Regions from separate parts of the Mus musculus genome. Here regions 2, 3, 4, 5, 6 and 7 are each linked to region 1. A link is a contact called in public Hi-C and promoter capture Hi-C data. All regions are on one chromosome and are shown on one strand. The core of a region is the stretch at or near the end of the contact, and the rest is flanking DNA. Distances in the headings are between cores, read along the strand shown.

Region 1 (3,989 bases), core at 270-2,769:
CCATTTTCTGTTACCCATAACCTCTCTGCTGAGTGGAGTCAGTACTAGCAGCAGAGCTAGTTTTCAAGTTTCTGCAAAGTAACCTAGGTGAATTTTATCATAGTCCACCTATACCAGAGTTTCTATCTGCTGCAAATCTAGTAGAAACAAGTAAGATTATGTCCAGCCACGTGATCCCCACCATGAGAGAGCTTTAAGTCAAGGAAGAACAAATGCTGTGGTTCTGCTCTGACAGACTGTGCCAGGGCTTGAACTGATTTCAGGAACGTACTGAAGCATTTTATGAGATAAAGTTTTTTCTTGGGAACAATTCCCCCTTGGTGTTGTTGGTGGTGGTGTGTGTCTTTTTTAAACTGCTTAGTACTGAAGGATTTGGGATTCATCAGAGGCCATATGTGTGGTCTTAGTCACAAGGGGATCCTATTGTGCTATCCAGATATAATTTTATACAACAGGTTGTCTGCTGCATGTTTAGACACAAGTCACAGGTTTTGTCTATAACCAAGAAGAAAGGATTGAGCAGGGATGTGGACACCAGGAGAGATCAGGGGTCTCTTTAAAACTCTGTCTGCCACAATGGATAGTCTTTTGTGTCTTAGCTTTATCAGCATAGAGATGACAGTTTGGGCAACAGGAGCTAGAGACCGGTGAGAACTGGATATAGATCAGTGTCCAGGAACAGAGCCCAGATGCAGTCCCATGTTATGCCAAGGTAGAGACTGTCACTAGAGTTGGAAGATGTAATCTTAAAGATGAAAGGAACACAAGAGAACATGGTGTGAGTGAGGAAATGTTCTTGGTACTCCTAGACAGTACCAAGTCTATTGCCGCACAAGTAAAAGGGGACCTACAGACTGGTGACCACCATAGGGTAAACTCCTTATAGGAACTACCCTGGTTCTATCTGGCCAAGTATTCTTCTGAAGAGAGTGCTCTGAAAAGGCAAGAGTGGGTGGCCCGGGTTTCCTAGGGACAGATCTTCATCTCTCCATTCATTTAGCAAATCCAAGGCTGGTGGAAGTTTTCCGTCCCACTCTTGTCTCTCCTTCAGCTTGGTTTCTTCTTTTAAAATTTAAATATAAATGTTCTCCCTCCCACAGAATTTTGAGGTAATTCAAGAGCTTGAGGGTAGCTGGTTCTACTGCCATCTGTTTTTTTTTTCGCTCAGGCAGCCAAACCTCAGTTTTCTCCAAGCGGATCACGCACCTGCAAGCGGTGGTATCACAGCTATCTCCAGTTAGGTGACTAGACGCTGTGGCAACTCGACCGAATTGAGATGTGCGTCCCTGTTCTAGGTGTATGCGACTGGGTGAGCAGGCTTCTGCCCGCAGGAGAGTGTTCAGGTTTAGGCATGCGCAAACAGTCTGACAGCCATTTTAACGGGCTGCTGAGCGCCCGAAGGGAGCCACTGCGCAGGCGTGTACGGGAGACCCATTTCCCCCTGAGGTCGGAACACGCGTGCGCGGATTAGCCGGAAGGGGCGGGGCCAGCTATTGCCAAGCTCTGTGCTTTGGGAACGCCGGGGTGGGGCGGGGCGGGGCGACTGTCAGCTGACTGAAGAGCCGATTGCCTCGCGGGACAACGGTCGGCGACGCAGCTTGTGGTGGGAGCGGAAGAGCTCTCCCGGCGGGTCTCTGTGCAGTTGGCGAGGCAGAGGGCCGCCGCAGCACCATGGCGACCACCGTCAGCACGCAGCGCGGGCCGGTGAGTGCTCTGGGCCAGAGCCTGGCTGGGGCAGTGGAGCCTGGGGTCGGACTCCTCAGTCTTTTACGGGGCCCCTCGCGGGTTGCTCTTCCGTCCCGGGGCTTCGCGGGTCCTACCTTCGGGTACCCACCCGGAGCAGCGACTCTCGTCTATCGGACATCTGGGGTGGAGGAAGGCAGAATTTGATGGTTCCCCAGATGCCCACGGGCCCTGAAGCTCCTGGCCTCCTTCATGGAGAGGGATCCTGACTCCCGTGGTCCTCCTGGGTGGAGGCCCTGAATAGGGTTCCTCTACACAGAAGAAACCTTACCCCATTGGTCCCCAGATGGAGTGGGACCCCGACTTCCCTTAGTTCCTCAGATAGAAAGGGCCCTGAACCCCTTACGTTCTCAGATCTATCACCTGCTTGGTCTCCCAGATGGACACAAGCCCTGACTCTTGGTCTCCCAGATTGAGAGTGGTACTGACTACATTAATTTCCCAAACTGAGAGGTGCCTTGGTTCCCCGTCTCTCAGAGGAGTGGAGTCGGACACCTTTGGTCCCCCAAAGGAGAGAGATAACCTGGTCTCCTTGGTTTCAGAAATGGTGAAAGATCCCACTTTGTAGTCTGTCCTTACTTGTGACAGTTTCCTCTTCTCCCTAACATCTATAGAAAATAGGGTACTACCTCTTGAGCTTAGTTAGTGGCTACCTTTTCAAGCCTCAATTTCTTCATTTATAAACGAGGAGAGGGGAGCAGAGAACTTGGAAGACCCAACAGGGTTGTCTCTTCAGGATTGTCTTGGGTTCTATTATACTACCTGTCTCACCTCCCCTAGTGTGTATGGCCTCCCAGTAGCTCCCTGAGACTGGTGTGGGTGGGATGTTGTTAGCCAACTGTGGCTGTGTGGAGTAGAACATTGTTCTGATCAGCACCTCAGTGCCTTTTCCCCTGAAGTTAATATTGAGTGTGCCTGCAAAGCCTGTGGTTTCCCAGAGTTTTTTCACCCTGACAGCTTGGTGTTGATTGTGTGTGTGTGTGTGCGTGTGTGTGTGTGTGTGTGTGTGTGTGTGTGTGTGTGTAACAGGTAACTCCTTGGGATAGATTACTGATTTCCTGACTTTGAAGAAAGCCTCAGGCTTGTTAGATGCTTTTTAGGAGGGCTTTGAAGCCAGATCTCCTGAGCCACTGTCAAACTTGGATGGAGATTTCCAATGTTGGAGTTACTTTCATGTTCATCAACCCTTCTTCATCCTCACGGTGTCTCAGCAAACTATAGAAGATTGATGGTGGCTGCCAGAGGAGAAAGGGAGACAGAGCTTTGCCCTTTTCATATCCCCTGCCAAGTGGACACATGGCCAAGGAGAGTGGACCCTTTCTTACCGTGTGGTCTGAGAGTGTCCTTATCTCTTGTGGTTCAGGCTGAGTTTGAATTCATCTGATGGTGAACTCCATGTCTGTCATGAGTAAGAAGCTATCTTTCCCTGTTGCTTAGAGAAACTCTGGTGTTGTACAGAGCTGCAATAACCTACACAGTGATGAGTAATTGGGAGTGTCAGATGATGTTGATACTAGCAGAATCTGTGGAGTCAAATCCTGACGTTTGATCTTTCTACTTGCCCAGAGTTCCTGGGAGAATGTAGTCATAGAAATACAACATAGACAGCTGAGTGGTTTTAGGTTTTCATGACTTGTAACTTTGGGCTGTAAGAACTTGTCATAAGTGACGGGTATCTCAAGGTTTATTTGGGATATGCATATCTTCATCATAGTATTAGTGGTCACAATATTTAGAGTAACTGGACACTGAGCCACAGGTGTGGAGCACAGGGACACAGCTATGCATCGTAACTTATGTAAGCCAGAGAATGACAGTCACCATCAGATCTGTGCTCTTTCCAGTGACTTGATGTGGGAGGACTGCATGGGCCATAGCCAGGGTCTCTGTAGAATAGAAGGCCTTGAACTTCATCTGGGAAGTGCTATTTCTTAGAGTGCAGACCTTTTTCAGTTTTCAACTTTTCACTGGCCACTTCACCTGGAATGATATACTCATCTACCTCTGGATTCACTAATATTTGAAAAGCTTTTAGCCAGTTGTCAAGGTCTAGTAGAACTGCCAGAGTGTGGTATGCTTCTCTGCTATTCATATCACACTCAGGGTTGTATGAACCCTAAGTGAACCAAGTGCTGCTTCTAAACAGATGAAGTGCATGCATTTGGTCAGTGCTGGGTCCTGCAAGCAGCCTTCTTTGTGTAGTCCAACCGGGATTAGACCATGGCCCAGTGTCTCCATCCTATGAA
Region 2 (3,909 bases), core at 800-3,299, 1.1 Mb before region 1:
AGGAAATGCCTGGAATGGGAGGGTAGGTAAGAGAGCAAGGTCTCAGGAAGGAACGGCCCACATTCAGATGACTGGGAAAGCCTGGGTGAAACAGGAACAGGGTGGCCATGGGGAGGGCCCTGGGAGGGAGAATCTGGATTAGCCATTGAGGGTTGTGGGGGCACACTGAGGCACCCATATGGAGAACTGGATACGGCAGCAACAAGAGCTTTCTTCTTTGGGGTTGTGAAACGTCTCTTCAATGGCTAGGCAAGGACAGTGGATCTCTGACAAGGAAGCCCAGGTTGCAGAAACAGCTTTAGGGACTGCCTGGTCACTTTTGGTCTTCTAATGAGAAGTGGAATTCACCCAGTCCTGTCTCCAGACCTGGCTAGGTATCAGAACCAAGCCCTTCTGGGGTTTTTAGAGATAACCCCAGGGCAGAGAGGGCCAATTCTCTCTTTCAGGGGCCCTGCAGCACCCAGGTAGAGGTTTTTTTTTTTTTTTTTTTTTTGACTGGTCCAGGTAGGAGGGTCCTGATTGAGCAAGTGGAAGGTCCTGACTGTGTAAGTGGAGGGACTCACTGGTCTATATCCCCTGACCTTTGCTTCTTTCTGGATACTTCTGCTGGGGTCAGGCAGCTCCCTGGTCTTATTCCTCTCCAGCTCTTGTCCCCGTCTGAGGTCTGGGAGCCGGGGTCGTCTGGCAGCACATGGAACTTACCGCAGCCATGAGGCCATGGGCCTCCCTCACAGTGGCTATGGTGCTCAGAGCAGCTCCCAGGCTCAGGAGCCCCGCTAGGCTGATCCCCACATAGAAGGCTGTGGGAAGAGAAAGACAGAGGGTATGGAATCTAGCCTGGGGACTGGGCATAGAGGTTGGATCTGAAATCTATCTACTTTGGGAGTCACAGAGCTAGAACTGACCTTCGGGGAGGTCCCAAAAGGCACATATCTCTGGCTCAAAAGAAGGAATGTCCATAGCCCAATAGCCTGTCCTCCTGAGGCTGAGAAGGAAGGGGGAAGAGAAGGTAGCTAAGAGACAGTACTCTTTCCCCCATTCCTCCTGTCCTCCCTGCCTCACAGACTATCTTTAAGGACATCCCCATACTCTAGTGACAGGTGACAGTGTAGGCTGTACCTTATCAGTGCAGGCCCAGGCCCCAGGCTTCCTGCCTAAGGGAGGCCTAGTGCCTTGGAAGGCAGGGACTGGGGCTACCCATCCCCCATTCAGGGGCCTCAGTTTTCCACTTTTTCCTACTGGGTGGTGACCTTCCTAGATTCCTTGCATTCCTCTTATTAAAGTGGCCTTGTTCTTGTGGAAGTGAGGCACCCTGGCAGGTTGGGTCCTAGCTGCACATTTTCTGCCCTCTGTATATGGTATTCCCTGCCAAGCCCCACAGGCCCACCTGAGTGGGCCCCAGGAGATCCCTGCCCTGAACACATAGATCTGGGCCCTGCCACAGCTTCACCACTGCTATGGGGCAGGCGAATCAAGGCAGGAGTGCCTGCTGTCGCCTAAACCTCCCCACCTTTGTTAGTCCAACCCAGACACTGGGGCTGCCTCTCCCTACTCCTGACCTCTGGTTTTTGGCCAAAGCCAGCTCCTCTGGGCAGCCTAGGGCTGGGGAGTAAGGTCTGTTCCTCCCAGATGTGTTTGGCCCTGGAGCCCTCTCACTTCCACTCCACAGCCATTTCTGGTCTCACTTACCCCAATAGCGCAGTGTTTCATAGGGGTTCCTCTCCAACGATGCATGGCCAATCACAGTAAAGTGGTCTCCAAAGTGAATGACAACCACCATGGTGGCCATAGAGAGGCCCAGCAGCTGAGGGTGAAGTGGGCTCACTGTCAGCGCTGGGGAGTTGCAGAGGCCCCTCACCCTGACAGAATATAGGGTCTGGGCTTCTTAGGCCCCCAGCCTGGCTCCCTCCAGCTTCCTTGGTGCACAGGAACAAGGCAGCTACAGGAGGCCTACATATTTCTGTGGGCAGGCACTCACAGATAGTGTACTACACACAGAGATAAGTAGAAAACACACTAGCCAGTGCCCCATGGTGCTCAGCTCCTCTCCTCTCCTCTCCTCTCCCCTCCCTTCACTTCCTCTCTCCTCCCTTCCTCTTTACTCTCCTCCCTTCTGTGGTTCACCAGTGAGTGGGGACCTCAGACCACAGCAGACACAGTAGGTATCGCTGTGTCCTCCCATCTGAAGACCCAGGAGCTCATATCAAACTGTCTGCAGAGACTCGTCTGCAGTCCCTGACCTGGCAGTCCCAGTCTCTGGGTCCCAAGCAGCACCCCTTCCGGGTAGTCCTTGCACACTCTTAAGTCACCAGCCAACCTAGGTTTTCCCAGGCTCTTCACTGACCCTTGCCTACAAGGACATCAGGTACAGATGTTCACAGTCCTCTAAAGGTGGCCACCAGGGACCCAGAACCAGTCTGAGGGACTGTGGTGTGGCAGGAGGGAAGACCACAGTGCTGGAAGCCCGGGCATGGTGAACTATTTCCTCTCCTGCCTGCCCACCCATCCACTCCTGCCCCACATGCATGTTACCAAGACTAGGAAGTTGGTGATCAGTATCTGGCATTTGGCAATCTTGATTCGATTCCAGTGCCCCATGGTGCTCAGCTCCTCTCCTCTCTGCCCTCGTCTCCTCTCCTCTCTTCTCCCCTCCCTTCACCTCCCCTCTCCTCCCTTCCTCTTTACTCTCCTCCCTTCTGTGGTTCCCCAGTGGGTGGGGACCTCAGACCACAGCAGACACAGTAGGTATCATTGTGTCCTCCTATCTGTCAGCAACCCTTGTAACCTAGTGGCTGTGTTGGGGGAAGGAAGAAGGGCAGGCCGGAAGGGGGGCAGTTTCTATACCAGCTGTTGCTCTGGCCTGGCCCAAGATAACTGGATTTTTGTAGGCATGAGGCCTCCCTTTGGGTAGGCTGGGCTACACTGCAGCATGGGGAGGGGTGGAGTCTTGAGGGGAGCAGAAAGAGAAGGACCTATGGTTATAAGGCATGGCATTGGTTGTAAGGGTGTACTAACCTGTAACTGTCCAGCTACGTAAAAACCTTTAGTGTTTGGTTAGACCTCATGTCCCAAAGTCCTCCTGGGACTAATCCCCAAACAGGACTTCTGCAAGTGGCAAATGTGTCTCATGACCGACCTGATGGCATTAACCAATTCATAACTGGCACAGAGGGGAAGGGTGTGATAGAGTCAAATCTCAGGAAATGTCCAGGGGTTGGGCAAACAGGCATAGGCGTTTCAAGATGGAGGAAGTCTGTTTGTATTGACCTTCGGTGAACTAGCCATATTTGATTGAAAAACAAAAGCAGAGCATGCTTCCCACAGCCAGCACCTGGGAGGCTGAGGCAGGAAGGTATTAGCAAGTCAGAGGCTAACCTAACACACTCAGTGAGACCCCCACCTCAAAATACACAGGCTGGGGACAGGGCTCAGTTGAAGTGTTTGCAGTGCAAGCATGAGGACCTGAGGTCGGATACCCCAGAACCCATGTTAAAGAAGTCAGGCATGGCAGCGCATGCTTGTAATCCCAGTGCCATGGAGGCTGAGGCAGGACGATGCTGCCCGGACTCACTGGCCAGCCAGCCAGTGACACCTGAGGTTGACCTCTGGCTTCCACGTGCCTCCACCTACACCCTGCCCCAGGAACACATACATAAATCAATACACGATAAGAAAGAGCCATCTGAAACTCTGTCAGCCACTTTTTGAAAAGGAGCAAGTGTTTGCTTACTTCAAGAACTGGAGCCCCCCCAAGAGGGTCGGTGCCCCACTCCCATAGGCTCTCTGTCAAAATGTGCGTCTGCAATAACACACAGGATGATGTAAGCCACGGAATGGGCAGTACTGCAAATTCAAATATATGCAGGCCATGCTAAGTGGGCTTTGGAGAGTATAACATGAGTGTTCACC
Region 3 (4,106 bases), core at 1,489-3,988, 1.6 Mb before region 1:
TAGAGTAAGAGACAGTCTTAGATGAAAGATAGTTCATATTTAAGACATGAGTGCATGCTGCTGAGAGAAAGCCAGGCTAACCTGCCTACCTTAAGATCAGCTGTTGATGTGAACTTGTGGCTAAGTCAGAGTGCTCAAAGAATGTAATTTACAGTGATAGTTAAAGATTAAGTTTAAACTGGGTGATGGTGGTACATGCTTTTAATCCCAGTTCTTGGGAGGCAGAAGCCTCTGAGTTTGAGGCCAGCCTGGCCTACAGAGCAAGTTCCAGGACAACCAGAACTATACCAAGAAATCTGTAGATAAAAAACAAAAAAAAATGACTAAACATTTTATTAATGTTAAAAATTAAGTAGTGTCGGGCTGGAGAATGGCTCAGCGGTTAAGAGCACTGACTGCTCTTCCAAAGGTCCTGAGTTCAAATCCCAGCAACCACACGGTGGCTCACAACCATCTGTAATGAGATCTGATGCCCTCTTCTGGGGTGTCTGAAGACAGCTACAGTATACTTACATATAATAAATAAATCTTTAAAAAAAAATTAAGTAGTGTCATGCTGTAGACCTCCCCCCCCACACCTTCTGAGCACCTCTCTTAATCCCTATGCTTCAGCCTGTATTCAAATAGCTTTATTAACCCAGGCATGGTAGTGAATAACTTTAATCCTAGGAGGCAGAAGCAGTCAGATAGATCTCTATGAGTTAACAGGCTAGGGCTACATAGACCCTGTCTTAGAGATAATAAATAATGAAATACCATTATTAAACTTATTACCAGTTATTGGGGTCTGAGTGTTTTATTCAAGGAATTGAAATAAAGATACACACAGATTGTAAGGTAGCAAGGAAATAGTATCCAAAAGTGAATAGTACAGATCAGAAATACTCTGTGACAGGCCCACGAGGCTGGCCTTGAATTTCTAGAGATCTGTCTGCCTCTTCTTCCTGAGTGCTGGGATTAAAGGTGTGTGCCACTACTGCCTGGTGTCTTACTTAATATTAAAAAGGGGGGTTTGGGCTGGAGAGATGGCTCAGCGGTTAAGAGCACTGACTGCTCTTCCAGAGGTCCTGAGTTCAATTCCAGCAACCGCATAGTGGCTCACAACCATCTGTAATGGGATCTGATGCTCTCTTCTAGTGTGTCTGAAGACAGCTGCAGTGTACTTATATACAATAAATAAATCTTTTTTAAAAATATGTTGGGGGGACTTTTACACTGCCCAGAGCATTATTAGAAAAGCATTATGTGTAGTCCAAACCAAATAAGTCCCTGGCTACCAAACTATTTTCTATACTTGTCTGATTTAACCACATCCACTCCCCAAATAAAAATGAAGTAAAAACCTGGTGGTGCTGCTGCACGGCTTTAATCTCAGCACCGGAGAGGCAGAGGCAGGTGGATTTCTGTGAGTTTGAGGGCATCCTGGTCTACAGATCGAGTTCCAGAACAGCTAGGGCTACACAGAGAAACCCTGTCGTGGAAAAGCAAAACCAGCCACTAACCAATCAAAATGTCAGGAAAAAAAAATGTATGTCAGAAAAAAATGTAAGTAAAAACATACGAGCTTATTTACTTTCCTTAATTTTGTAAGCGAAACTGTTTATACATAGTTCCAATTTAAGAATGAAAGAGAAGTAATACAGAAAAACAATGCTGTAGACCTTCTGGCCTTCAGTAACCACACTTCATTTTAAGTTTTTGTTTTTCAGACAGGGTTGCATGTTGCTCAGACTGGCCCCACACTGGCTACATAGTTGGAAGTGACAAACTGCTCATTCTGTCACCTGTATCTCTTATCTCAGAAGTACTGGGATTGAAGGCATGCATGTTGCACCATACCCAGCTTTGTTTCCAACTGCCCTGTTCGTAGAATTTGTTAGGAAAACACACATTATCTGCAAGCAAGTTATTTATTCTTATCAGATGTTGTCTATTGCTTCAATGAAAACACCATGACCAAAAAGCAAGTTAGGGAGGAAAGGGTTTATTTGGCTTACACGTCTATATTGCTGTTCATTACTGAAGGAAGTCAGGATAGGAACTCAAGCAGGGCTGGAACCTGGAGGCAGAAGCTGATGCACAGGCCATGGAGGGGTGCTGCTTACTGGCTTGTGCAGCTTGCTTTCTTACAGACACCACCAATAAGCCCAGGGGTGGTACTACCCACAATGGGCTGGGTCCTCTCCCACCAATCATTGAGAAAATGCCTTACAGTTGGATCCTATGGAGGCATTTTCTCAAAGCTCCCTCCTTTCAGATAACTCTAGTTTGTATCAAATTGACACACAAAACCAGCCAGTACAGATGTGCTGAACTTTTCTATCAGAAGGGTAGTCCCATGCCAGGCAGGCACTGTAGACAGAGGGTCAGAAGGCCTTGAGAAGTAGGCGGTGCTTTTCCCAGGCCGGGGGAAGGCAGGGAGTTGTAAGTAATCTGGAAAGAGCGTTGCCGATGTGGTCCAGGAAGCTCAAACCCTAGAGGTTGTAACAAGCCCAAAGTCCTACACGCGCGCCCAGCAGCCCCTTTAAAGAAGCACGAACTGCGCGTGCGCCGGAACACACGTCACTACTCTAACTACATATAGCTCGCGGGCTTAGGCTGGACGCCGTGCTCCCTCAACAGATTTTGATTGGATACCGCCTTTCCTAGTGCCTGGTGCAGTTGATAAACAGCTCTATTGTCCATTCGTCGCCCGTTTTGCTCGCAGAGGGTGGAGCCCGGCGATACGGCCAATGGCAGGTGGTTTTGTTGGCGACCACGGCGGTGCAGCCCCGGAGCGAGCTTAGGACAGGCGCCACTGCCGCAGGAGGCGCGAGGTGCGGTGCTGGCGGGTAACGGCGCGGCGGGCGGCTGGCGAGGGACTGGGGCGGAGGAGGCGGAGACGGGGAGGAGTGGGCGGCGCGGGCAGGCCGACGCGCCATGGCGGCGAGCAGAGGCGGGCGGCGACCGGGTCAGAGGTCCGGGTGGCGGGTGGCGGCGGATGGCGGGCCGGTCCCTCCTCCGTGCAGCCCCGCCCCCGGCTGAAGGTCAGCGCGCTTTGTTCCCGCCGCCCGAGAACCCACGCGAAGCGGCGCAGGCGGTTCCTTGAGAGGACAAGGCCTCCCCAGCGAGGTGGGCCTGGGTACGCCTCGTCTCAGACCGCGCCTGGGAAGGAAGGGGTCTACTGGGCCGCCGCCTCGCCCTTCCGGGCTTTGCATGCTCTCCGCACAGTGCCCCGGTCTCTGAGCCAGACCTCACTCTCTGAGCCTGCGGTGGAGGCGGAGCCAGCCTAGTGACACACACTGAGCCTTCAGACCCGGGCGCCCCTAACGGGTTCAGGGTCGTCAGCAGTACCCCTTCTTCCGAGGGTATCCTTGGGGCAAGTTGGCCCGCACTTCCTCCAACTCTGCTTCGCTGCCTCTTGGAGGAATTTCCGCGGTAGCTTCCGGCGCGTGCGCTGCGGTAACGAGCATATGCATATTCCACAGCAAAAAGACTCAAGTTTAAGTTTTTGGTCCAAAAGTTAAATGCTTTTAAGTTACTGCCGCCTTCCTGTCATAGTAGTTGCTTCCTCTCGGTGACTAATCTCCGCTTACTACACACCAGGGGCTCCTTTAAGCTCCTGACGTGTCTTAACTCATTCACAATAGTACGTGATGTAGGTGCAACAGGCTGACTGTGCATTAGCAAGAAACGCCTGGGTTTTGAAGTGGTTCGGTTTGTGGAATATTTGTAGGTCTGACAGATGAGCGTACCTAATCTGGAAATCCAAAATGTGCTCGAAAAGAAGTGGGTTTTGGGACGTTCTGATTTCTTTTCTTCTTCTTCTTTTTTTTTTTTTTTTTTTGGTATAGGAGTATTCGACCTGTATTGCAAATTAAGTCCCTGATAGGTTAAGTGTGATGGTACCTTGCATCTAAATTCAAATAGATTTAATCTGGCTCAGTTTTAATAATAAATGTTTATTATTAAATAAATAACGTATTGAAACAAATATTCAGATGAACAGTAAGATTCAGAGAAAGCAGGGCTTTGATAGGACTAGAGTATAGTTCACCTGTCGGGTAGTCTACAGCTGTATCATTTTAACTAAAGTAGATGCTGTAAAACTCAGTTGTCGGTCTCAA
Region 4 (3,604 bases), core at 631-3,130, 1.6 Mb before region 1:
CTAGCTAGCATTGATGGAACTTCACCGTTACAGACTTGTGGAGGGCTCACTTTAACCTGTGTGGAGACGGACAAACAAGCAGATGAAACGGGAATATGAAAGGAGAAAGCAAGTGATGCAAGCATCCTGGGGTAGGGATGCCCAGTGAGGCAGCCTGCAGCACAGATGATCTATCTGGCTGTCTAGACTGCTTCTCCCAACAAATAGGGCCCAGTAGCTCCACACCCCAGGGAGCACGTTCAGTCAGTCCTCTCAGCAGCTTTGGCCTAGGTTGTGGGCAGGGTGGACCTTCTCTAGCCTCGACAGCTGCAGCCTGGATATTTGGACTGTTGGGGAGACCCTGGAGGCCAGGTGGTCACAAATAAGTGTGGAGTGTGGTCCTGTGACCAGGGTCTCTGAAGAGGCCCATGTGGCTTTGACACAGGGACAGAACAAAGCCCTGCCTCCTTCCTGCCCTGGGCTAGTGGATTTTAGCTTTTAGTGAATGAGGGGTTCATGAGGCCCCTTGAAAGCCCTCATTAGTTTTATTTTACTCAAGAAAATTACTGTGACATACCAATGCCCTGAGAGATTTGTAATATGGTGTACCGAGAAAAAGAAATCCTTACAGGTCACAGGCTCTGGTCTCTCCACCAGAGCAGCTTCCAAACCCCGTCTCTCACCTGTTCCAGGACAGTCTGGCCCCTGGCTTCAGGGTTTGACTTGACTCCCGGGTTGGCCCAACTTACCTAACCCTGTAAATAGGGTTCTGTCTCAAAAGTCTCACAGGCATCTCTGCTGGGAGCTGAGAGCTTGGGGCTCTGCAGGGCCTTTCAAGTATGTCCGGAAGTCCTGGTTCCCCAGGGCGGGGGGAGGGGGCCAGCTCCTGGCACATGCCTGAGTCACCTTCTCGACTCCCTGCCCTAAATAATGAACTCCTTTTGGCGGCGGTAGCGGAGGCAGCAGGGGCGGGGGGCGGGGGGGGGGCTCTGTCAGGCCATGTCGGGTGTGTTTGTGTGAGTATTCAGGGCCCCACCAAGAGGCACTGCTGTGGAGGAGGGGTCATTCTCTCTTTTCTAGCATAACTACTTCCAGCCAACTAAGGTAGGCAGAACTGGGGGTCGAATATGGCCTGACCCAAACCTAAGGTCCTAGGCATCTATCAGTGATGTAGGTACAGGCTAGGATGGGCCCAACTTGTGTCTCATCTCCCGGGTAGGTGGGCCTATTATAGACCAGGCTACAGATCTTTTAGATCTCTACAGTATTGTTCCTCAGGAAAAGAATGGATGTGACCCCTGTCTCTAACTCCGTGATAGAGGGTCTTAGGGCCAGCAGGTGTGCAGATGCCTCGAAGGCAGATACTTAGGCCTGGGTGTAGAGGGTGGATCCAGCCACGGTACTGCCAGGACCAGGACCCAGCTGGTAGTAGTAGGTTAAAGCCCTAATCAGTTGGTGCAGTCCTAGGGCTAGCGCGGGCTGCGGGGACCGAGGGACCTTCACCGACGTCGGCATCGCCGAGGGGCTGTGCCCAGCTCCATGGTCCGAGGGGGCGCGCGCGTCGCGGCTGCGCGAGCCCCCGCCTGCAGACAAAGGAGCCCGCGGGGGGCGGGGGGGGGGATGGGGCGAGGGGGAGGGGCGTCGCGGTGTCACGTTACCGCCCGCAGAGCTCTTTAACTCGAGCCCCGCCCCTTGTCCCGCGCAGCCCGCTCGCCGTGCGGCCGCCAATCAGCGCCCGCCCGTCACCCGCCCCGCCCGGCCCCGGGGGTGTGTGCGCGCAGCCAATGAGCGTGGCGCGGGGGCAGGGCCTCTGTGGGCGGGGCGGGCTGCACCCTCCAATCGCCGCGGTGTTGTTGAAACTGAAAATACTACATTATGCTAATCGTGAGGAGGCCCGCGCGCGCGGGGGTGGGGCCAGCGCGTATAAAGGGGCGCAGCGGGCTGGGCGTTCCACAGGCCGAGTGCGCTGTGCTCGAGGGGTGCCGGCTAGGCCCGACTGAGAGCAAGCGAACAGGCAGGCAAGCTCCGAGGGGGCGCGGCCCAAGCTGGACAGGACAAGCGATCCAGACGCAGGAGCCGTCCATCACCAATCAGCCAGGTAGCCGCTGCGTCCTTAGGCAGAGGCGGACGCGGGCTGTGCAAGGGGTCTCACCCACGCCCAGCCTCCGCCCTCCTCCTCTCCCCTCTTCCTTCTCCTCCCGTTCCCTTCTTTCTCGCTGCCCGCGTTTGCACAGCCTTCGACCATGGGCATGTCCGACGTGTACCTCCGCAGCAGAACAGCGATGGAACGCTTGGCCTCCAGCGATACCTTCCCAGTGATAGCGCGTAGCAGCGCCTGCCGCAGCCTCTTCGGGCCTGTAGACCACGAGGAGCTGGGCCGCGAGCTGCGGATGCGCCTGGCCGAGCTGAACGCCGAGGACCAGAACCGCTGGGACTTCAACTTCCAGCAGGATGTGCCTCTTCGAGGCCCTGGTCGTCTGCAGTGGATGGAGGTGGACAGCGAGTCTGTGCCCGCCTTCTACCGCGAGACGGTGCAGGTGGGGCGCTGTCGCCTGCAGCTGGGGCCCCGGCCACCCCCGGTGGCCGTGGCTGTCATCCCGCGTTCTGGGCCGCCGGCTGGCGAGGCCCCCGACGGCCTAGAGGAGGCGCCTGAGCAGCCGCCCAGCGCCCCAGCCTCGGCCGTGGTCGCGGAGCCCACCCCACCCGCGACCCCGGCCCCGGCTTCAGATCTGACCTCAGACCCAATTCCGGAGGTGACCCTGGTCGCGACCTCCGACCCGACTCCGGACCCGATCCCGGACGCGAACCCGGACGTGGCGACTCGGGACGGCGAGGAACAGGTCCCTGAGCAGGTCTCTGAGCAGGGCGAGGAGTCGGGTGCTGAGCCGGGTGATGAGCTGGGAACTGAGCCGGTCTCTGAGCAGGGCGAGGAGCAGGGCGCAGAGCCGGTCGAGGAGAAGGACGAGGAGCCGGAGGAGGAGCAGGGCGCGGAGCCGGTCGAGGAGCAGGGTGCGGAGCCGGTCGAGGAGCAGAATGGGGAGCCGGTCGAGGAGCAGGACGAGAATCAAGAGCAGCGCGGCCAGGAGCTGAAGGACCAGCCTCTCTCGGGGATTCCAGGACGTCCTGCACCCGGGACTGCTGCGGCCAATGCGAACGGTGCGATCAAGAAGCTGTCGGGGCCTCTCATCTCCGGTGAGCCCCGCACGGCCCCGCCCCGGCCCGGCCTCGCTTTGTCCGGCCGGCCGGGCTCTCCCTCGCCCTCGGGGGCCTCGCCCGGTCCCCGCCTCCTCCCGTGGCATTAAAGGGCCCGCGGCGCTTAGGGCGCGGTTGCGCCCGCACCCCTTTCCTACTGGTAGGGGTGCAGCTAAGGCTCCCGAGCGTGCAGTGGGAGGGCGAGCCTGGCCGCGACCCACTCGGATCGCGGTCTTTGGCTCGGGCCGCGGGAGCCCCTTAGGGAGCCGTGTGTGCGGCATGGAGGGGGTTAAGTGCGGCGGCAGCCCCGGGGGGCTTGGCCGCGGGACAAGGGGAAATGCTTACACAGCACATTGCGCGGCGACGTAAACAAAGCTGACCCGCCGCGGACCTCGGCGCGGGCGGGGATGGCGCCCCCACCCCGGCCCCGCGC
Region 5 (3,683 bases), core at 373-2,872, 1.0 Mb after region 1:
AGGACTTCTGTACCCATACCTAGGAACTCTTGCCGTCCCCAACATTGTGAGCCCTACCCCTCACCCGTGGAACTCCTCTGTGCGGTCCCCAGCAGCTTCAACCATCACGCAGTGCCGCAGAAGAGTCCCCAGGTACCGGTAAAGGGCAGCATCTTCCTAACCAAAGACAGAAAGGGGCTCCTGTGAGATCGAACCCCTGTTCTTGTGGCCACATGGAGTTGATCCCTAGACGCTGTGCACAGCACATGTGGTGCTTTTGGCCACCTGAAGCACTGTGGAGAATACCCACCTGCAACCCCATGCACAGTGCGGCTCAGGCACCTTCCCTGAGTTCCCGCCTACACCATCCTCTAGTCCTCGCCATATCTGATACCCTGCAAGCTGAGGTACAAAGGGAAGCAAACTGTCCCACCCGAACTGAGTCTCAGCCAAGACTTCCAACCTACCTCATCAACTTCCCTCTTGACAGAGTCAAAGGTGATATTAAAGAGCACTTTGAGGATCTCCATGGCCCTCTCCGTCTCTTGGGCTGGAAGCATCACCGGAGGGTTTTCTTTGGGGGCCACGCCCAGTGTTAGTTCCAGCGCATCAGTCAGCAGGCGTACACCGTGCAGCTCCTGAAACAGTTGCTGGCGCACATCCGTGCGAAGGGCTGTTAGCAGGAAAAGGAGCCTCAAGTCAAAGAACTGGACTTCGTGGGGATAGCTCCTCTTGCGGTACAGTCCCACACGCTCCGCTAGCCTCACCACCAGGCGAGCCTCTGCTGCTAGCATCTGTGCTGTTGGACTGCTGAGCACAAGATTACACAGGCATTTGAGAGACTCGAGGAGGACATCCATGTCTGGGGACTGTGGGATGGGTTCCTCTGAGACGGTAATGTCAGCATAGCAGGCTAGTGCATGTAAGCTCTGGCGGCTGGCAAATGAGTCCAGGCAGCTGCGGTCTCGGGATAGGATTCGGATAGTCTGCAGCCAGGTGACACGGTGCTTTGGTGACAAGCCCTGCTCCAGGACGGAGACCAGTAGCTTTGCGAGTCTCTGTGGGGTCGAACAAAAGTGGTTCCACTAGGCCCTCTTCTTGGGGTCAGCCCGTGCCTGCCCTAGGAGCCCTTGGGGCTGACACCTACCTTCCTGTCCTCCTGCTGGGCATCATCGAAGGTGAAGCTCTGAGAATGCTGCAGGGAGACCCAGGAGGCTCAGATCCACATGCAGGTAGGACCCGTGCTCCTCGAGTCAGAGCAGACCTCTGAAGCAGCATCCATCGCTCTGAACCTTAAGGCAAGGCCCACCCTAGCCTCCCATACACCTGCCCCACCACACGCCACCACAGAGCCACCCGAGGGACCAGCCCACCACCCACCGCCGTGCTCCCTGCCACCACTCGCACGCACACCCCAGCCGAGTTGCGCGCACACCCCTGCTTCCTCTCTTCCTGAAATTTCCTCGGCAGCCGGATGCCTCTCACCTCCCGGTTGAACGACCGCAGAGCTTCTGTCACCGCATCTTCCTCTCCGGTCTCCAAGGCATCCGCAACTGCCCGGGGCTCCATGGCCCCTGGCACCGGGTGCTGGAAGGCTTGGGCTGGGAAGACGCAATCGGCCAAACCCCGGGGCTCCGCCCAGGTCCGGAAGCCCGGCGTCCACGCGTGAGGGATGCTGGGAGAGCAGCCGAACCCAAGGGTGTGTACAGGCGCCTCCGACTTAAGGTGGAGCAACCCGGCTGTGGTCGCTGAGCGGCTAGTCTTGGAGCGGCGATGCTAGCTAACCAGCCAGGCAGTGTCCTCCTTTTGAGCCCTCCTCTCTAGCCCGAGTTCCTGGCAGGCGGGGGGTGGGGTGGGATGGGAGGGTGGGGAGTGGGGTGTGGCTTGGCCCGCGCGTGGACCGTCCTCTTTACGCTCTTGTCCCCGTACTGTGATAAAAAAGGGAGCGCCGGCTCCTGGCCGCTTAATCAGTTGGGGAAGACGATTCTCGCGATCCAGGCCTTGGAGCTCATCTTCCATAGGGAATAGGGAAAGAGAAGTACAACGACTTGGATGGTCAAAATAATGCACGTGGTTAGCCGGGCATAGTGACGCACGCCTTCTTAAATCCCAGCACTCGAGAGGCAGAAACTAGCAGACCTATCTAAAAAGAATAGCCACCAAAGTAATACGGTTATTCTCAAGAAAATTGCAGAGAAGGAAGTGAAGAACACCCGTGGAAAAGCCACTCCCGCGAGAGGAGCAACGGAGGGGCGGCCAGCCGAGGCGTGTCTGAGGTTAGAAGCGTAGGAGCGCTGTGTAGCGGGGAGCCAGGTCCGCACGCCACTTAGCTGAGTCGGTGCCCCACAGTGACACATACAAACAGTGCTCCAGTGGATGATGTCACCCGCCGTGCTAACCGGCTCTGCCCCTACTCAGTGGCAGGCCCCGGCCGTCTCCTTCACCAGTCTCTTTCGGGTCTGCCTGTCCTCCCCATCCAGTTGGATTTAGCAGCGCCAGAGGCATCCGACTGATTTACTGAGCTGGTTCCTAGCCTCTGCTCCAAATTTGGGTCTGAACACCTGCTCCGAGTAACACCCACAGCGCAGGACTAATATTGCTGACCAATCCGTGGGTCCGAATGCTGGTGGCCCGCCCTTCCCTTATTTACATTCCCGAGAAGCACTCCAGGTCTGTTTCTTCCGCTTCAGAACCTTCTCCCGGAAGTTATTAGCCCGGAGGCGGAACCGGAAGACCCGGGTACTGGTGCCACGTCCGTTGCTGTGCTGCGAATTCCCTGAGTGGGACCCTGGAGGGCGCGATGGCAGATTGGACTCGAGGTGAGAGCACTTGAAAGGCAGTAGAGGTAGGAGGGGAAGTCTAAGTCTGGAGCTGGAGACATCGCTCGTTTCTCGGTGGAAGGACCTGCGTGGGGTGGCGCTTACGTATCCCTGGAAAAACAGGGCCGGATTTCGCCTGGCGCTGCCTTGGAACCCAAGCCGGCATGCCATCAGTTTTGTGTGTGGTTGATGCCAAGAGCTGGAAGCAGAGGGTCCAAGCAGGGTTTTACTAATGAGGGGCCTGAGTGCCTCGGTTCACACACATTCCCCGCCCCCGTGCCTGTGTTCAGTGTGACAGTTGTGATACTGATGCTTCGCCCACAACGATGACTATGCAGTGGTCGGTAGGACACAGCCGTCTGTCTTTCAGAGTCTGGTCGCACTTGTTTGCTGGTGCTGCTGGCCTTCCCCTTAGGTGGGTCACATCGAGGCTGGGTGGGTGGTTTTTATGCTTCAGATCGGTGCTAGTCACACTTAGGGGGGTGATTCTCAACTACCTGTCCCTGTCCATCGGAGTTAGGTTTCCACGAGCACAGTGCTCTGGGCATTCCAGAGATTCTGTGTGGGTTGCAGACATAGGGCGAGGTAGTTTCTACAGTAGAAGGACTTTCTTACACTTACCTTGGATCTGATTTCCAAGTCCTCCCCACACAGCCTTCCTGTCACCTGCTGTGCCACCGGCTGTTCTGTTTTCCCTATGGTCCCTATCAGAAAGTACTGTTTCCCTTTGAGACCGGCCCCACACCCTCAGATGACAATTTCAGCTAAGGCAATATTCACTTCGGTTCAGGAACAGTATACAGCAGGGTCGTGTATGTAGATTGATTGGATCTTCAGGCTCCCCAGCCCGTCCTTGCCTGGGCATGCACACAGGTTCTCACACGA
Region 6 (3,902 bases), core at 1,351-3,850, 1.9 Mb before region 1:
TGTGTCTTTCCTAATAAATTTCTTGTGTGAAATTTGCTATGCACTGTGAATTGTAGTATTCCTTGGCTTCCTACTGCCAGGAAAACTCCCACAGAGCTGCAGTACTTACACTGGGGAAAACTTTCCCCTCAGAGCTGTGTCACTCACACGCTGGCCCTTCTTTTTACAGGTGTCTAGCAGACGCTGTAGCCCATCTATCAAGACACATTCTAAGAACTTCATTCTTGACGCAGCCTGAAGGGTCTAGATTGGCTTTCCTCTGAGGGAGGAAGTGAGGCCTGAATCCCTGGGCCTGAGGAAAAATGGCTGAGGAGGAACTAGACCTAAAGAAGTTGTATCTAGATATGGAAGTCTCTACATGGACCATCCTTTCATCTCAGCTCCAAACTTTGTCTCTGTAACTCCTTCCAAGGGTGTTTTGTTCCCACTTCTAAGGAGGGGCATAGTGTCCACACTTCAGTCTTCATTTTTCTTGAGTTTCATGTGTTTAGGAAATTGTATCTTATATCTTGGGTATCCTAGGTTTTGGGCTAATATCCACTTATCAGTGAGTACATATTGTGTGAGTTCCTTTGTGAATGTGTTACCTCACTCAGGATGATGCCCTCCAGGTCCATCCATTTGGCTAGAAATTTCATAAATTCATTCTTTTTAATAGCTGAGTAGTACTCCATTGTGTAGATGTACCACATTTTCTGTATCCATTCCTCTGTTGAGGGGCATCTGGGTTCTTTCCAGCTTCTGGCTATTATAAATAAGGCTGCTATGAACATAGTGGCTGACACCATTGCATACATGTATTAGTCAGGGTTCTCTAGAGTCACAGAACTTATGGATAATCTCTAAATAGTAAAGGAATTTATTGATGACTTACAGTCGGCAGCCGAATTCCCAACAATTGTTCAGTCGCAGCTGTGAATGGAAGTCCAAGGATCTAGCAGTTACTCAGTCTCACGCAGCAAGCAGGCAAAGGAGCAAGAGCAAGAGCTAGACTCCCTTCTTCCAATGTCCTTATATTGTCTCCAGCAAAAGGTGTAGCCCAGATTAAAGGTGTGTTCCACCACACCTTTAATCCCAAATGAAAGGCATAGCCCAGATTAAAGGTGTGTTCCTTAACTCGGAGATTAAATCTTCTGGAATCCATAGCCACTATGGCTCAAGATCTTCAAACCAAGATCCAGATAAGGATCTCCAAGCCTCCAGATAAGGGTCACTGGTGAGCCTTCCAATTCCGAATTGTAGTTCATTCCAAATATTGTCAAGTTGACAACCAGGAATAGCCACTACAATACACTAGCAAGATTTTATCGAAAGGACCCAGATGTAGCTGTCTCTTGTGAGACTATGCCGGGGCCTAGCAAACACAGAAGTGGATGCTCACAGTCAGCTAATGGATGGATCACAGGGCTCCCAATGGAGGAGCTAGAGAAAGTAGCCAAGGAGCTAAAGGGATCTGCAACCCTATAGGCGGAACAACATTATGAACTAACCAGTACCCCGGAGCTCTTGACTCTAGCTGCATATGTATCAAAAGATGGCCTAGTCGGCCATCACTGGAAAGAGAGGCCCATTGGACACGCAAGCTTTATATGCCCCAGTACAGGGGAACGCCAGGGCCAAAAAGGGGGAGTGGGTGGGTAGGGGATTGGGGGTGGGTGGGTATGGGGGACTTTTGGTATAGCATTGGAAATGTAAATGAGCTAAATACCTAATAAAAAATGGAAAAAAAAAGTTGTATCTACTTTGATTGGTGTTACCCAAACGCAAAAGGGACAGGAATGAGAAAGGGCTCAGGTTGATGCACAGGGAATCCAGACTGCTGTGAGCCAAAGAAGCAGGACACACCCATTCCCTCTGTGAGCTCTCTGTGAGCTCCTACTGACAAAATTGACACAAATTAACTGAACACACCTGCGAAGTGGAAACTTTGAGAGATCCCTTCCATCAGACTGGCCTGTGCTTGTCTGTGGAGCATTTTCATAACCGATGATTGATGTGACGGCCTTGGCCCACTGTGGGTGGCGCTACCCCTGGCTGGTGGTCCTCAGTGGTGCAAAAAAAAAAAAAAAACAGGCTGAGTAAGCCTTCAAGCAAGCCAGTGGGCAGAAGTCCTCTTTGGTCTCTGCTTCAGTTCCTGCCTCAACTTCCCTTCATTACAGACTATGAGCTATAAGGTGAAGTGAGCCCTTTTCCTCCCCAGCTGCTTTTTGCCACGTGTTCATCACAGCGACAGAAAGCAAACCTGACATTACTTTTGGTGGCAGAAAACAAGCCTTTCATGACCTATCAAAAGTCGCTCAGATGGCAAAGGAAATGATCCAGGACGCTCTGACCTTGGGCAACAGCGGGACGCTGAGACAACCTTACTGCGCAGGCGCTCCTTAGGGCCCTACTTTAAAGGGTGCGCTTTGTGCAGGATCTCCGCGGGGGCGGGGTCTCACGGAAGGGCGCGCACTGCGAAAGTGAGAAGGGGTGTGGCTGTGGAGGGCGAAAGGACGGGGCTTCCGGGTAAGACACGGTCTGCGCCGGCGCAGTTCTGGAGGCGGTGCAGAAGCTGGGCTATGACGGCAGAGGGGCGGGGCTATGGCGAGCCGTGGGGAGGGGCCTCTAGGAAACCAAGCTACGCAGGCGTAGACCGGACAGTCCGGCTAGTATCTTCCCTGTGGTCTCCGTTATTACACCGTCCCAGCCTGGAACCTGTAACCAGCATGGGCCGGAAAGTGACCGTGGCCACCTGTGCACTCAATCAGTGGGCCCTGGACTTTGAGGGCAATTTCCAGAGGATTTTAAAGAGTGAGTTTTGGGGTGGCGGGAGACAGGAAGAAGTCAAAGTCCACAATGGGTAGGACATGGCAGTCCAGGCCAGCTTTGCCCAGGAGAGACTCACAGCGCTGGGCGTGGGAACAGATAGAAGGGTAATGCTTGGTGAGCTTTCAGGGCGACTTCCTAATTTGGGGGACATGTGAGGAAGCAAGGCAAGAGTGGAAATAGGAGTGCCCTGCCAGCCAGGCAGACACTGCCCTCATCCATCCTCTAGGATCTGGTGGGTCTCTCTAAGGTTACCTGGGGCAGGGCTGCGCATTCTTGGAACTGTTTCATTGAGATCTAGGCGTTTGCAAAGACTAGAGATCCGTGTTCTAGGGCTCCTGAGGACATTCCTCATGGATTGGCATTGGGAGAAGGCATACTGAAGCCAGAAGAGGTCTCAGGTCAGAGAAGGGTGTTGGCGTTCCATATACCTGTATTGTTGACATTCAGGTCAGCTCATCATTGCCCCCAGAAGATAGAACTGGGGATACTCTGTGCCCAGCTGCAGACTGCTCACCTCAGGTTATCCGTGCTGGAAGCCTCTGCAGGAAGGCTAAATAGGAAAAACAAGAAACAAGCAAAACAACAAGAAAAACCCAAATGTATTATTTATTTCATGTACATATGCACGCCATAATGTGCATGTGGAGGTCAGAGGACAACCTGCAGGAGTCAGCTGTCCTCTTCCACCTTGTGGGTCTGAGTGAGCAGTTCTCAACCTGTGAGCCACAACCCCTGTGAGGGCCAAATGACTCTTGGGCAAGGGTCAAATATCAGATATCGAGCCTCTCAGATATTTACATTATGGTTTATAACAGCAAAATTAGTTGGGGGAGGGGGCAGACGGTCACCACAACATGAGGAGCTGTATTGAAGGGCCATGGTATTAGGATGGTTGAGAACCACTGGTCTAAGTGAACTCAGACTTGTCAGGCTTACCAACGAGTGACTTTACCTACGGAGACATCTGGCTAGCCCAGGCGTTTTTATTTTTTAAAGTAATTTTTGACCTGATTTTGTGGTCAGAGTCTATGTCTTTGCGGTGAAGATGGGCTGCCTTGCCTGCATGTTGGCAGCAGCTCTCAACCTGGGTG
Region 7 (3,623 bases), core at 47-2,546, 1.9 Mb after region 1:
GAGCTCTGGCTGCTGCCTACCTATTACAGCCTCGCAGTGAACACTGTGCTGATGCCTCAGGCAGCGGGTTGCTGCTGAGATTCCTAAGCCATTGCTACATTTCTGACCTTATCCACAAGGGTAGAAGAGTGACAGTAGCATGTGTGCCCCAGCTTAAATTCTTAGGTACGATCTAAGACTCCAACCCAACCCTGTAGTTTCCCATTATGGTCGAGCTGTCAGGCTCTGTTGGTAGTTTGGGTGTCTCCCTTTCCTCTTGGGTTACTTATCCCTTGTGGGGTAGAACTGTAAAGTCTGTGAGGTCTGACCACAGCTGTGCCCACAAGGATGTATAGCGAACAGTGCCACAAATAATAAACAGGCGTGACTACATTCCCAAGTGCCCTGGGTTCCCACAGTAACAGACCCACCTGGAGAAGCTGGAAGCCAGGCCATGGTAGGGGTGCTGAGAGCTCTGGCTCTGAGTCAGCTCTACCCTGAGGACATGAAAGACAGAATCCAGGAAAGGAGCCTGGTGCCTCGGGACCCCCTAACAGGTTAGGTAGGACCTCAAAGGATCAGTCAGGGGGCTGGCGAGATGGCTCAGTGGTTAAGCACGCCGACTGCTCTTCCGAAGGTCCCAAGTTCAAATCCCAGCAACCACATGGTGGCTCACAACCATCTGTAATGAGATCTGATGCTGTCTTCTGGAGTGTCTGAAGACAGCAACAGTGTACTTACATATAATAAATAAATAAATCTTAAAAAAAAAAAAAAGGATCAGTCAGGTTCCTCCCTGCATATGCCTCTCCAGTGAGGCCTCAGAAGCCTCGTGGAGCCGGGCAGGAGCTTTGGGAATGTCAGCTCCCACAAGTTGGTCCTGGGCCCACACTGCCTTTCTTGCCCCTGTCTGCATCTTTCAAGTGCCCAGAAAGTCAAAGGGTCCCCTTCTGAAATTTCAGGCTCATAAGTCACTTCCCCTCCAAAAGTCATCTTCCTCCAGCTAGACTCCACCCAGTTAGCACTCCCAAAGCTCTGCCATGGGAGGCAATCCCACAATCTCCCCACCAGGACTGGGAGCTTGTAGAACTGCAGAGTTGCTCAAATTGGTCTGTTTACCATCTCCATCTCCCATGAATTTTGTCCAAAATCATGGGAGATCAATAGGAGCTACCTAGAAGTTACTTCGGAGGGGCCTCTGTAACTCCAGACTGCCCTGGAGGCTGGTTGCTGCCAACTGGGTGTTGGTATAGAGGTGTGTACTTCTTGCCCCGCCTTGCTCCGCCCCGCGGTCCAGTGATTGGCCAGTTCCGATCAGTGGGAAGGGCACTCAGAAAGAAGTACCAGGCCAGTGATGAAGAGAGTACTTTGTGGAACCTCTAGGGTTAGTGTGCTCCAGATCCCATCATGCTTGGCCTCTGGCTGCTCAGCGTCTTATGGACACCAGGTGAGTGATGACTACTTGATTTCAAGGAGCCTATTCATTGCTTGGTGGTGTGCCTAGTGGCCATGTACCATGATCAGCTCACCTTGCCTCCCTGGAGTTGGTCTGGTCCCTGGGTATGGAGAAAGTAGGTAGGAACAGAAAAAGTCAGAATTGAGATTTTTTTTTTTTTTCAAAAGTGAAATGTGAGAGAAATTGTTTCCTGGGATTTTTCTTTTTTCATTGAGCTAGTTACAGGAACAGTAGTGACATCACTAGGCGTGGCACTTACAGGACAGCTTCCCTTGCTGCTGTAGGAGTCCCAGGCAGCAAGGTTCACCTTTGGGATCCTGGGGGATGCATAACTCTAGCTAGGCGGGGACAGAAGCTAGAGGCACGATGGTCCCAGTTCTCTAGCAGCATGGGATCCTGCCTCCCACTGGGAGGCTTGGTTTTCCTGTCCTGGGAGGACCCTGGCTGGAGTGGTCTCTTCTCTTACCTCTCAACCCTGGGGTTAAGTGGCTGTGCCCCTTGCCTATGCAAGAGATCAGCAGGTGGTCTCTAAAACTGGACCTGCCTACAGATAGGTGCTCTCTAAACCAGTCCCCCATCAGTTGTTGAGCAGGAAGTTTTCCGGTGGGAGAGAAAAGCCTGAGGGAGGGTGTGTGTTCATCAGTTAGCTACGATCATGTAGCTAAGGTCAACTCTAGATGTCTGGCAGGCAGACCATAGGGCCTACATGTGTTCTGCCTGTGTAGGTTCAAACAGGCACTGGGGAAGGGTGGGGTGAGTGGATGAGGTTCTTCTGGGGGCACTGTGCCCAGGTGTGCTGGGCTCAGACAGCTTGACTCTGGTGTGATGGAGCTGGTGGTTTAGGCACAAAGCTCTTATCTGGGCCATGGGGTCAGATCCCATTGCTGGCACTGAGCCTTGTGGTGAATACCCAGATAAAAGAGCTAACTCTGGCTAGACACTGCTGGACCTCTGACCCCCCTTTCTCCTGAAGCAGTAGCCCCTGGACCTCCTTTGCCCCATGTGAAACAGTATGAAGTGGTTTGGCCTCGGCGCCTAGCTGCATCCCGCTCCCGCAGAGCCCTGCCCTCCCACTGGGTAAGTCTACCCATTAGCCTGGCCACACAACCTGTGTCTTTAAAAGGACCGGCAGTCTCTGGAGGCTGCCCTGCGCAGCTCCAGAACTTCAACCTGTCTGTGCTTCTGGGCATGGCGATGGTCCTCCTGTGTTTACCACTTCCTCCTGCCTTCTGCTGCCCCGCCCCCAGAAAACAGGGTCCTAGGGCCCCCAAGGTAGCACTAGAGCCCACTCACTTCCTTGCTCCTTTTGAGACCATTGGCCCAGCCTGGAGAGGCCTCTCACCCAGGAAAGGTACAGCAGTTTGTGCTGCCCTGGGCCACTCCCCAGTTTCAGTTGGCAGTGGTTTGTTAGATTAGCCAGCAGCTGCTCACCCTAAAGCTATGTGTATGCATCAAGAACCTCTCAGCTTGGGATTTCCTGGAACTGGGAACTGAGAACAGCCTCTAGACCTCCAGGAAGATTCCTGGCCCTGTCCTTGTTTGGATCTTCAGGAAACATCTCTGCCTGGGCTTTCCTCTTTCCTGGTGTATGCTGTCCCTAAGGCGAGCTGGTTGTACACATGGTGTAGGAGTAAAAGGTCACAGAGTATGGAGCACACACCTGCTCTGAATCTCTGGCTGGACACCTTAGCCAGCTGAGGAATTGTGGTGCTGAGGAGTCTGTGTACCTTGCCTACTCCCATGTTGCCCAGATTTAGTGGCTGCCACTCCTATCCTGTTTACTCTTATCATCCTCACCATCACCTTCACCTTCACCATCACCATCACCTTCACCGTCATCATCACCATCATCCTTGGGAATAGATTGAGGAAATGGCTCAAGGAGCCATCAAACTCTTTTTTTTTTTTTTTTTTTTTTTTCTGCTTCACCTGGGAGAGTTGCTTTCCCTGTCAGCCTGCTCCCAGCCATCTACTTCCCTCCCTGAAACTAACGAATCCTCAGGGTCTAGGGGGTCTCTGCTTGGGGCTTTCTGCTATGCAAATCCCTGGCCTTAAGCTGAGAATCCCCATCCAGGGCCAGTACCCAGAGAGTCTGAGCTATGCTCTTGGGACCAGCGGGCACGTTTTCACCCTGCACCTTCGAAAGAACAGGTAAGCCGATTCTGGTCCTTGGGTAGATCTCTGAGTC

Evidence for each region. Promoter capture Hi-C pulls out the DNA fragments that hold promoters and counts their contacts. A called contact is a pair of places that touch in the nucleus more often than the background predicts. Capture Hi-C pulls out chosen DNA fragments and counts their contacts.
Region 2: a contact with region 1 is called in a Hi-C map of CD8 T cells, with 4 times the contacts expected there. The contact joins the promoter of Tspan32 here to the promoter of Tollip in region 1. A contact is called at or near these places in 1 of 484 Hi-C or Micro-C datasets (CD8 T cells) and 1 of 115 datasets of contacts at active chromatin or transcription factors (pancreatic cancer cells).
Region 3: a promoter capture Hi-C map of pre-B cells shows a contact between it and region 1, with 6 times the contacts expected there. The contact joins the promoter of Nap1l4 here to the promoter of Tollip in region 1. A contact is called at or near these places in 1 of 39 promoter capture datasets (pre-B cells) and 2 of 115 datasets of contacts at active chromatin or transcription factors (astrocytes and thymic regulatory T cells).
Region 4: a contact with region 1 is called in a promoter capture Hi-C map of liver, with 2.6 times the contacts expected there. The contact joins the promoter of Cdkn1c here to the promoter of Tollip in region 1. A contact is called at or near these places in 2 of 39 promoter capture datasets (embryonic stem cells and liver), 1 of 115 datasets of contacts at active chromatin or transcription factors (bone marrow-derived dendritic cells) and 1 of 9 other capture datasets (liver).
Region 5: a contact with region 1 is called in a promoter capture Hi-C map of adipose tissue, with 3 times the contacts expected there. The contact joins the promoter of Ric8a here to the promoter of Tollip in region 1. A contact is called at or near these places in 1 of 39 promoter capture datasets (pre-B cells) and 2 of 9 other capture datasets (adipose tissue and liver).
Region 6: a promoter capture Hi-C map of adipose tissue shows a contact between it and region 1, with 3 times the contacts expected there. The contact joins the promoter of Nadsyn1 here to the promoter of Tollip in region 1. A contact is called at or near these places in 1 of 39 promoter capture datasets (embryonic stem cells), 3 of 484 Hi-C or Micro-C datasets (B cells, CD4 T cells and neutrophils), 3 of 115 datasets of contacts at active chromatin or transcription factors (embryonic stem cells, regulatory T cells and thymic regulatory T cells) and 1 of 9 other capture datasets (adipose tissue).
Region 7: a contact with region 1 is called in a promoter capture Hi-C map of pre-B cells, with 5 times the contacts expected there. The contact joins the promoter of Adam8 here to the promoter of Tollip in region 1. A contact is called at or near these places in 1 of 39 promoter capture datasets (pre-B cells), 1 of 115 datasets of contacts at active chromatin or transcription factors (large pre-B cells) and 1 of 9 other capture datasets (liver).

Annotation. Positions count from the first base shown.
Region 1 is chr7:141,899,991-141,903,979 of GRCm38.p6, reverse strand. Tollip (toll interacting protein) reads left to right here and starts at 1,519. Exons shown (of 6, transcript NM_023764.4): 1 at 1,519-1,704. The coding sequence starts at 1,672.
Region 2 is chr7:143,003,799-143,007,707 of GRCm38.p6, reverse strand. It overlaps Tspan32 (tetraspanin 32), which reads right to left and starts at 2,049. Exons shown (of 8, transcript NM_020286.3): 1 at 1,690-2,049; 2 at 703-800. The coding sequence starts at 1,789.
Region 3 is chr7:143,547,752-143,551,857 of GRCm38.p6, reverse strand. Nap1l4 (nucleosome assembly protein 1-like 4) reads left to right here and starts at 2,738. Exons shown (of 16, transcript NM_008672.3): 1 at 2,738-2,816.
Region 4 is chr7:143,459,326-143,462,929 of GRCm38.p6, reverse strand. Cdkn1c (cyclin-dependent kinase inhibitor 1C (P57)) reads left to right here and starts at 1,880. Exons shown (of 4, transcript NM_001161624.1): 1 at 1,880-2,077; 2 at 2,214-3,135. The coding sequence starts at 2,223.
Region 5 is chr7:140,855,336-140,859,018 of GRCm38.p6, reverse strand. It overlaps Ric8a (RIC8 guanine nucleotide exchange factor A), which reads right to left and starts at 1,622. Exons shown (of 10, transcript NM_053194.4): 1 at 1,465-1,622; 2 at 1,127-1,174; 3 at 447-1,037; 4 at 65-156. The coding sequence starts at 1,548. It overlaps Bet1l (Bet1 golgi vesicular membrane trafficking protein like), which reads left to right and starts at 2,636. Exons shown (of 4, transcript NM_018742.5): 1 at 2,636-2,798. The coding sequence starts at 2,780.
Region 6 is chr7:143,821,550-143,825,451 of GRCm38.p6, reverse strand. Nadsyn1 (NAD synthetase 1) reads left to right here and starts at 2,600. Exons shown (of 21, transcript NM_030221.2): 1 at 2,600-2,793. The coding sequence starts at 2,709. It overlaps Dhcr7 (7-dehydrocholesterol reductase), which reads right to left and starts at 2,285. Exons shown (of 9, transcript NM_007856.2): 1 at 1,912-2,285.
Region 7 is chr7:139,990,235-139,993,857 of GRCm38.p6, reverse strand. It overlaps Adam8 (a disintegrin and metallopeptidase domain 8), which reads left to right and starts at 1,296. Exons shown (of 24, transcript NM_001291066.2): 1 at 1,296-1,426; 2 at 2,412-2,512; 3 at 3,510-3,586. The coding sequence starts at 1,387.